2 separate regions of the Sus scrofa genome follow, and region 1 is linked to region 2. Evidence: chromatin contacts called from public Hi-C data. All regions are on one chromosome and are shown on one strand. The core of a region is the stretch at or near the end of the contact, and the rest is flanking DNA. Distances in the headings are between cores, read along the strand shown. Region 1 overlaps ZNF407 (zinc finger protein 407). Region 2 has its middle 260 kb from the start of TSHZ1.

The links. A called contact is a pair of places that touch in the nucleus more often than the background predicts.
Region 1: a contact with region 2 is called in a Hi-C map of liver, with 1.7 times the contacts expected there. The contact joins two enhancer-like sites. A contact is called at or near these places in 1 of 5 promoter capture datasets (liver) and 4 of 47 Hi-C or Micro-C datasets (embryonic fibroblasts, liver and skeletal muscle).

The regions. Positions count from the first base shown.
Region 1 is chr1:149,200,425-149,205,329 of Sscrofa11.1, reverse strand. All of the region lies in intron 8 of ZNF407 (zinc finger protein 407), which reads left to right. Among named protein-coding and RNA genes, the nearest start is that of ZADH2, 220 kb to the right of the region's middle. Within about 2 kb of position 2,154, at least 3 of the 83 cell types and tissues checked have an H3K27ac peak or open chromatin away from gene starts, as enhancers often do. A contact at or near this core is called in liver, where this site is marked.
Region 2 is chr1:148,723,742-148,728,977 of Sscrofa11.1, reverse strand. No RefSeq gene overlaps it. Among named protein-coding and RNA genes, the nearest start is that of TSHZ1, 260 kb to the left of the region's middle. Within about 2 kb of position 3,422, at least 5 of the 83 cell types and tissues checked have an H3K27ac peak or open chromatin away from gene starts, as enhancers often do. A contact at or near this core is called in liver, where this site is marked.

The sequences.
Region 1 (4,905 bases), core at 905-3,404, 480 kb before region 2:
CAGAAACCTAAAAGATTGAGAATGACCAGCGATGGAGTGTTGGTTGGAAGATTGGAAATCTCCTGCGTTTCTGGGGGAGGGTGAGTTGCTAAAACTGTTGGAAAGTTAGCCTGACATAGTTTTAAATTGTAAATGCACATACATTTTGACTCAGCTGTTCTACTATTAAGACTCAGTCTTCTGGAATAAATACTCTAGTGTGTAAGGCCACTTAGTTGTTGTGACCGAGAACTGGAAACCATGTAAATGCCCACCTGGAGGGCACCATTCATGCAGTGGACAAATATACAGCTGTTGAGAATGGACTGCATGAATTTGTATTGATCTGACCATGATAGGAGGTCATGTACAAAGAGCAAGTTGCAAGGTAATGTGCCCATTAGGACTATGTCTTTCTTTATAAGGGGCCAGGGGGAGATCCAGAATGTATATTTGTAGGAGCATAAAGAATCATGCAGATAAACAAACAGTTAATATTGGCCATCTTAGAGGTAAGTTTAGATGGTGAATGGGTACTGTGCATTTTTTTTCTTCATACAGTTCAGTGTTGCAGTGGATTTTTTTTTCATGACAAACACTTGTTACTTCTGGAATCTAACAGCTTCTAAAAAGATGTTAAAATGTTATGTTGAGAATGTCTTCAGTCTTATTTTTTAATGTATGTGCCATTTAGGAAAATTGATGGACCTAAAAGTGCAAGCTTTTCTGTATTTTCTAGATTATGTTGCTTTTAATAATCAAAAGAGAAAGCAGCAAATGCTATTGTAAAACTATTCTAAAGACCTCCACAATCAAAATTAAGGAAATAGACCCCTCTCCTCCACTTATATCTAGATTGCCAGCATTAAAAAGCAATTGTCTTGTAATGAGGTTAACTGAATTTTGAGCCAGCTCTGGTGCTTCCTCACTGTGTGATCTTGGGAAACTTAGGCCATATCTGTCAGCTTTAGGTTTTGCATGTATAAAAATGGGCTTAGAACCTATCTGGTCATGGCTATCATGAGAATTAGCTTATTCTCTAAAGTCTCTGTTGCAGTGCTTTTCAAATAGGGCTTGCCAATTAAGTCATCTGCTTTCCCCTTAAGCTTTTGAATGTTAGAAGAAATGTCCCAGTTCACCTGTCAGGGCCAGGGAGAGAGCTGTGGGCAAAACGTGTGTGACCCCTGTCTTTCTGGAGATTGGCTTTGGGAGAGAGTGGATAGTAGTCAGTAATCACAGGTAGAACTTCAAGTAGCTGTGGGGTTACCTGCTTGAGGTGAAGAACGCTTATGAACCCTGGCAGACAGCGGAGTTGGGTCTCAATGTGGGGGTGGGGGCTTGGGTGGGAAAGCCCAGCTGGGGAGTGGACTTTCCTGAACGCCTGGGTGTGCTCAGGGAAAGACTTGCTGGGGTGGGGATTGTGGCCTTGCTTCCCGCAGTGGAGGGCGCTGGGAGGGGAGAGAAACTCCAACACAGCCCGGTTTTGAAGGTTTCTGAAGATTTTGAACTAAGTGAAACAGGAAGCCAGTGAAGTAACAGAAGGATGACATGGTCAGATTTGTGTCTCTCACTGGCTTTGTGCCCTGTAAAATGTTTTTAACTTCCCTGAGCTTCTGATTCCTTAAAAATACTGTAGTGATAAACCCTGTTCTGTGGGCCTGGGGTAGGAGAAAGATGAGGCTTCTCTCAAGTGTCTGCTCCCTGCAGCTCACACAGGAAGGGTTTCTGCCTTCACAGACCTGGATCCTTCTCTTCCCTTCCAACCCCTACCCCAAACCAAGTTACCCTGTCCACCTCTGCTGGGGGGATGGTGACGAGGAGGAAACCCACTCTTCAGTTGTTTTTTGTTTCTTCGTTGGTTTACTTGAACTGTGTGTACACATGTACTTTTCTTTCTTTTAAAACGTTTTCAGGGACATATCCTTTGTCAGCTCAGGGTGACGGCAGGGGAAGGTACCAACTAAATTGGCACCATGCAGGGGTAGCAGGGTGCAAGCGCTTCCAGGTGTGTGTGTTACCCCCTCTTACTCTTGAAACTGCTGGAGAAAAAGCTTTCCATTGAGCAGGTTCTTCCCATTACTTCTCACAGAACCGTTTTCCAGTGATCTTTCTGATACCTTTCATAGCTACAGAGGACTTTGGCTACTGCCTACTTGCTTGCTGACCTAAGTCCTAATTTTGTGACCGTGTATTTGAGGATGTCCTAAGTCACCGTAGTGTGTGCATTTCAGCTCCCTGGCCCTTGGGGCTACCGTCCCATCACTGAACACTTGCCCTGGCCATTTGAGCCACAGTGCAAGGGGCTCGTTGGTTGAGCACATTTTCTCTATAGGGACCTACATTCCTGAAGCAGGAGCTTTTGGTAGGTTTCCTCACTAACAATGCATTGATTGAGAGACGAGGGTGGTATTCCACATGTGGAAGGAAAAACAGAAACCAATATACACTCAGATACACTCAAACACGGGCATGTGCTATAATGGATTAGTAAGCAAATACTTGAATATTTCAAAGACAAATAGGGTTGTAATAACTCAGAATAAATCAGAGTTGCTCAGAGTGCCGTTAAATAGGTTAAGCATTATTCCCTCTTTAAATGAGTCCTTCAAGTAGTAAATGACGTTGCTGAGATTTTTTTCCCTTCATTTATTTCCTATTACATGAAGCCTATGTTCGATTATATCAACCTAGAGCTACATCAGAGTTGCTTTTAAAAGAGAAAATACAGCTAAACTCTATAGAATAAAGCAAAAATTCCCCAACAATGCTTACAGTGATACTTAGTGATGGTTATTTTGTTTATTCATAAAGAAAGTTGACAGAGCTATTCTAGGGCTTGAATTATTTCCCTCACATAGCGACCTCTTCATATTCTGAATGACTTGTACAAGAGGGCAGGATAGTATGGGGATAAAACCTATCAGCCTGGAAGAAATTATCTCCACTTCTGGGTGTGGACACTGCATGGGGCTGCTGAGCACCAGGGTTTAAAATTCTATCATTAATAGAACTGCAGAGCAAATGGAGATTGTGAGTTTGATGTCTCCCTGAATCCTTTCCCACATATTTTCCCTGCAGTGTGAAAGTGGGCTCTCCTGAAACTGTGAAAGTATTGACCTTTGTCGCCAGAGACAAATTCAGATCACCGCAGTTGCCTTTGGGAGCTCTTCTTAATCTTGGAGGATCTAGAAAGACTTTATACTTTTCTGGTTCTTGTCTTAGCTGCAGTTTTGGTGACACATGTGGAGGAAAGGCCAGGAAATGTACATCCCCCGTCATGGGTGTGGGATCAGGAGTCTAAGCAGGAGGCACTGTCAAAGTACTCATCAAGCTTGACTTTAAAACAGAAAGACAGGGCTTTCTTTGGCTGGTTTGTAAAGATCTTTTTAGCCTTTCTAACCTGCAGTTGTGTTAAGAAAATGGGGAAGGAAGGAAAGAAGGAAGAATTTCAAAATGCGCTTATCATAAGACACTTGAGACTTGAGGCTGGAGCATATTTGGGCTGGTCACTGCTGGCCAAGGTGACTTGGGCTCCACAGTTGCCTCACAGTGAGGTGATCACCTACAGACGTCTGTAGGGCTTCTTTGCCATTCTAGGGAGCTCACGCTTAACTCCAGCGAGCATCAAGACGATCCCAAAGACTTATTGATGTGTTGGGAGTTGTTTTGATATTTTTTCTCTTTCTAGCATCTTCTAAGAGCCAACCGCTTTTTGACAATGACTATTAGATCGTATTGTAAGATCTATTATTAATTTTAGAGGTGGCCCTCATTCTACCCCCAGAGCAGTCACCTTGAAAATCTGTGAATCTGTGGCATAAGTAACATTATGTGCATAAGAATTTACATTAAAGTAAATTCTACCAAAAAAAAAGTCATTTTTAAAATGTATTATTACCCGAAGACATATAACTAGTAAATTGCTCTTTTCCTAAGAATTCTGATTTTTCTTAGGCTGATTTATCTAGGGATTCAAAATATGGATGCCATTGCAAGAATGGTAAGTGGAAGACCATTCCTCTCCACAGCTAATGTTCAGGTTTTATGGTAATGGAGCTTTTAGCATCTTGGAATTTTCTTACTTACAGCTATGACTTTATGTATAGAGCATTCATTTTCCACCTGCAGGTAGAGTTATTTGTCTGAATTGTTGCCCTGTTGAAATTTCCCAATACTTTTGAAGGGACCTAGACCATGAAAACACAGGTTGTCTGTCCCCCATAAAGAGGCAGATATGGATATCCTGAGGAGCAAGATTGCAAAGTAGGAGTTACACTTTGCTACCTAAATGACCAAATTCAAGATAATCAGAGACAATTTATTTTTGAGATCACCTCATAAGCTGATCAGTACATCAGACTGTTCAATGACATAGAACCACGACCGTGAAGTTTGTCTTGGGAGAACCAGAACGTTCCCCATGAACATCTAGAACTAAGCCCTTGGTGTGGAGCTGGGCATTCCCAGCCTGCAGTCCCTTCTCTGGCTGAGCCCAGTGTGTCCTGCAAGGACCAGGGTCCTGCCAACCAGGCCCTGCAGGTGTCCTGGCCTCAGAGGGAAAGAGCCACTGCTGTAGTGGCTTCAAGGAGCATGTTGAAGCATAGTGACATGTTTCTACTAAACAGTGTTCCCCTTTCTTTTAAACCTTTACAAGATTATCTAGCTCCGCTGGAAGAGTGTATGTTGCTGACAGAAATAAAGTGGGATGTATTGAAGAAAAATTTTCCCACTTAGCACGTTACCTAAAGTTTGAAAGCAGATTCTGTGTAATCCATATAATCATAGAAGAGGGGCCTGAGAGATGTGTACAATACATAGTTCTTTGGGTTACTGTGCTTCTCAATATTTATGTCCCACCAAAGGCACCTATTCGAAATGCGAGCTTACTAGCTTTCGCGCTCTTTGCGTGGGAATAAAATCTGTTGA
Region 2 (5,236 bases), core at 2,173-4,672:
CATGTGTGGTACAGAGTTGAACTGGGAAATATAAACAAAGGGGATGCAAGATGGTCTGCCTCTCAATAAGAACTCCAAACCCCACTGGCTGTGGACTAGCACATGAGTGCATGATGGGAGCAGTGAAATGGGACATAATCACAGTGGTTGGCATTTTTTGGAGGTGCGAGACCCTGGGTTCCTTCTCTCTCTGGGGGGACCCTCTTACCTTGATTCAACCTAAAGATGTCACAAGCATGTGTCCTCACTGTCTCCTTGACTGCTTTGGACCACACATTCCAAAACTTAACAGATAACCTCACTCTCTTCCTGCCTCCCCCAACTCTGACCCTGTGTCCAGATTCTAGTAGGTGTTTCTTCCTCTCCAGGGCACATGTCTTTTGACAAGTTCTCAGGAAACACACACAGGTGTATGGGCTTTGCCCAGGCTCTGACAAGGTGTGCCCAGGCTCACATCCAGACATGCTGGACCCAGCCCCTTCCCACAGGGTGTACTTGGAACTCAAAGCTGATTTTGACATGGTCTTTCACAAGTTGCTTGTAAAAGGGTCTCCTGGTGGCGAGTTCTCTAAAGAGAGCTAAGATGCTTAGTCATTTCAAACAACACGAAAGATTTAATATACAGGAAAACTTGATAAAATCATTAGAAGACACCATTCAAAGTGAATGGACAGTTTTTATCTCTAGGAGAGGTCATTGTTTTCATAGGCAGTTTTTCAAAAATACAATATTCAAGTTTACTGAACAATTTCTTTTTGCCCTATTCTATTTTGAGTGAGGATGTTCTGGCTGACTAACATTCTCTTTTCAGATTCAATTGGATATGCTTCTCCAGTGTTTCTTGGCTCTAATTATAGTGGAATGTGCCTGTGAGTTGTCCAACAGCTGCCACGTCCTTGTGAAGGGTAGTGTCTTTTGAAAGTTTGTCTGTGGCTAGAAATCCTCAGCAAAAGTGAACTAGAAGTTGCCATATTTGTCTAGATAATTAAGAATGCAATGTGGTAAAAATGGGTCTAAGTTTCAGATGGGTGCTCTCTTTCCTACTTGAGTGTAAATGAAAAAAAAATGCAATTGGTTTGGCATTTGCATATTTCTACCTCCCAGGGGAAAAAAATGTTTTTCATTGTAACCATTTCTGACAGGTCCAGAATTCTCTAGAAGACTGAGAGGCCTAGCTGCCTAACAGGCAAGTGTTCAACACACCTGTAGAATTTAACATTGAATGAGGATAATATTTTCCTTCCCATTCAGTTTGGTAGATGTTTCTGGCAGTGTGAAATTATGAATCTTTATTTCCCTCATAATTTTCTTAAATAGAAAGAAAAAGAAAAGAAGAAAAATAAGGAAATTTTAGGATACGTTTTCCCATATTTTTCATTTTCTCCCAAAGCATCATTTTTGGGAAATCCTGAAGCAAATGTATTTAGCGTTAATAGGTATAAAGGACACAGCTCTTAAAACTCTCTAAACAAATTAGATATATTGTGGCTAAATGAAAAACATTAATAGTTCACCTTTTCCTGGTCCTTAATGAAAGAGCTCTTCTAAGAAATTGGAAGGAAAAAATAACGACATTTAAGAGGAGTAAAGTGACAAGTGCTAGTGGGACCAGTCCAGCCTTGAGGGCTGGTGACCCCCTCCCACTCTCCCATGGATCAGAAACACAGAACATCCAGTTGGACCAGAAGTTCTGAGGTTGTTGCTTTGTTTATAGTTTATAAAAACAAGCAATGCCACCAAAACACTTTCAATCATGTGCACTCTGCTCCGCCAGCACCATGTCCACCTTCACAGCAGAAAAGAATATTCCCAAATGTCTAAGTGGGGGATTCTTCCATGGTGGGAGGGTTGGTTACCCTCTACTTGGAGGGCTGGTCTAGGAGCCTGTCACCCTGTAAATGAGAACCGAGAGTTGGATCAGCAAAGAGTAGAACCAGATATGCAGATGGTTATTTTAACACATTTAAAAAACCCGTTAGACATGTGCACACTGAGGTATATGTAATGACTGGTCCATATGACGGGGTCCTGCTATACTGCACAAGGAACTCTCCCCAGTATTCTGTGATAATCTGTGTGGGAAAAGAATCTGGAAAAGAACAAATGTGTGCACATGCATAACTGAATCACTTTGTTGTACAGCAGAAATGATCATAACCTTGTAAATCAACCATGCTTCAATTAAACTTTAAAAAAATGAAAAGAAAAAACCCATCATGTGATTTTCTGAGAATCGTTGACAATGTACTTAGTAAAATGATAAAGGAGGAGAAATGAATGACTCAATGACTCAGGTGAGATTGACTTACTCTTTTTGTTTGTTTTTGCTTTTTAGGGCTGCACACACAGCATATGGAGGTTCCCAGGCTAGGGGTCGAATTGGAACTGCAGCTGCTTGCCTACACCACAACCACAGCAACGCAGGATCCGAGCCGCATCTGCGACCTATACTACAGTTCACAGCAATACCAGGTCCTCAACCCACTGAGCGAGACCAGGGATCGAACCCACAACCTCATGGTTCCTAGTCAGATTTTTTTCTGCTGCGCCATGACGGGAACTCTGGCTTATGTTTTAATATTAATAATAATCTGCATTATGTCTGGTGAGTAAAATTATCAGTATAGATGCTCCTCACTGGATGGTCCTCGGGGCCTTTGTGAAGGACATGTAGCAACAGCAGTGGCCCCACAGGTTCATGGAACTCCTAGTATCAGGCTCAGCCATGCTAACACCTGAATGCTGTTTCATTTAACCTCCTGTGGAGCTTGGCTTGACTATCAGATCAGGAAACAACTGTCAAAGGCTTAAAGACGCTGTGAATGGGGTCATTCGGGCATGTCACTCTTCAGTTTACATCCTAGGATGGAGTCCTAATGGCTTCGAATAAAATATAACTATGTGAACAAGTTATAAGCAATTTATATCTATGATGGTGTCATATTCCATATGTCCATGATAATGAAAAATCTGATCTACTCTTTTAAATCTTCCTACCTTATACTTCTATGTTTATTCCTCACTATATTCCTTGATGGTTACTTTTTTTAAAATTATAAAGCTGATCAAATCCGTAACCGGCTCCATTATCCTCCAGTTCTCCCACTTTACTGTGATGATAAGGATTTGGTGTGACTGTGCAAGGACTCACGCTGCCACAAACCCAGCCGCTGATGTTTCACTCTTACGACTCAGCTTCTTTCACTTTAAGAATTTTGCTCAGTCAAGTTCTTACATGATCCTCCAGCCATGAAAGTCAGCCAGCTCTGTAATGCCATCTTACAGATCCCGTTCAAATTTTATTGGTCACAATTTGTTTCTCTGAATTTGTATGCCTTTCAGATCTTCAAAGTTAGTGAAGCTTGCAGCCAGGAGGCATCTGTTTATAAAGCAGAGTGGGTGGTTTTTGGAAGACTTGCCCTGTGAGAACATGGGCCGAGGAGACACAGGCAAGTTCTCACTGAACTCACATTTCCTATTGAGAAGGGGGTCCTTAATACTTTTAGCCCTTTACCAATAGGAAAAATTAACGCCCCTTAACATTTAGCCTGCCCCAATACTTTGATCTTTGCCCTGACCTCAGCTTCCAATTACCGTGGGTTTATTTGTTCCTCATGTCATGAGCTGTGTGCTTCTGACACATTTCTGCCCTGGCCAGAAAACACACCACTCTTCCTGGTTGTTGCTTTAAGGTTTATTTGTTCCTCATGTCATGAGCTGTGTGCTTCTGACACATTTCTGCCCTGGCCAGAAAACACACCACTCTTCCTGGTTGTTGCTTTAAACCACAAGAAGACAGAGTTGTGTAGTCACACTCAGCCATGGTGTGGTGACCTAAGCCTCTGAGCCCAATCTGTGTGGGAAAAATGTTTCTCGTGTCCAGGAAACAACTACTGTGCGTTCCCTTGGTCACATCGCTACATGCCCTTGGACATCCTAGTTTGGATCTACAAGTCAGAAAGAGACTTCTTTCTGTGCCCCACCTCTGCCCCTACTTGATCTACCTTCACAGTGCTTCCAAACATAGATTAAACAAGCGAACATAACAAACCTAAAAAACAAAGGGCAAACAAACACAAAAAAAAAAAAACCAGAAAAAAACCCCACAAGAATTAATTTTATTTTCCGGAAAAGATTCCCTTTGAATTGATACATTTTATATTTCCAACAAATTTGTGAAGGTAATTCACAAATAAACAAACACATTGCTCTTCCTAGGTTTTAGGAAAAAATCATAGCTAGCTGAAGTACTGATTGAAAACTGTAAAATGACCTCAAGATATACTATACAACATCTGATATGTTTCAACCATTTTGACAAGGTGGTTGCATGGGTACCTCATGTTTGTGTTTGGAGAACTTTCTCATTTACCTTTTCTTCCTGCTGGTCCCCCTGAATCATGAGTAGGAGTACGTAGTGGCTGGCCATATGCATCCTTGGTTTATCTGGATTGGAAGACACACACCTGTGGCATATGGAGGTTCCCAGGCTAGGGGTCTAATCGGAGCTATAGCTGCCAGCCTACACCACAGCCACAGCAATGCAGGATCTGAGCCGTGTCTGTGACCTACACCACAGCTCACAGCAATGCCAGATACTTAACTCACTGAGGGAGGTCAGGAATCGAACCTGTAACCTCATGGTTCCAAGTCAGATTCGTTTCCGCTGCGCCATGACGGGAACTCCAGAAAGTGCACTCCTTAAAGCAAGATGAGCCAGTGTTGGTCAACCAGCATCTTTTGGGTCTGATGAATAGGCTAATCATGGGTCCACAGACCATGTTTTGACTGGGAGCCCTGTCATTCTGAGAATTTTATAAGAAGTAAAGAGATGTATACTTACCTTGAGGATGTATCTCCTTTCTTTAAAAAAACAAACAGGCCATTGAAAGAACCTCTCTCAAAGGCTACTTCTCATTCACTTCATGTTCTCTCATAGTTTCATTAGGGTGGAGGTAAGGGGTATGTTACTACAGCATCATGGGTAGGGATGCTACAGGACTTCAGAGTATCTTTCACACCATATTTATTACTGGTTATGTAAATAATCAATACTGCAGAAGTCAAGGACTGATGCAAAAGATTGCTCCTATAGCTTCTGTTGCCCTCATGTCCATACGTGGCCCTGCCTGTCTTCCCTTCATCAGGTGAATCCTATTTTCTCTAGCTGCTCTCTCCTCTACTGTTTTCCTTCTCCTCCTTCAAGGTCAACAAAAGCATTTCTGCCAAAACTTTT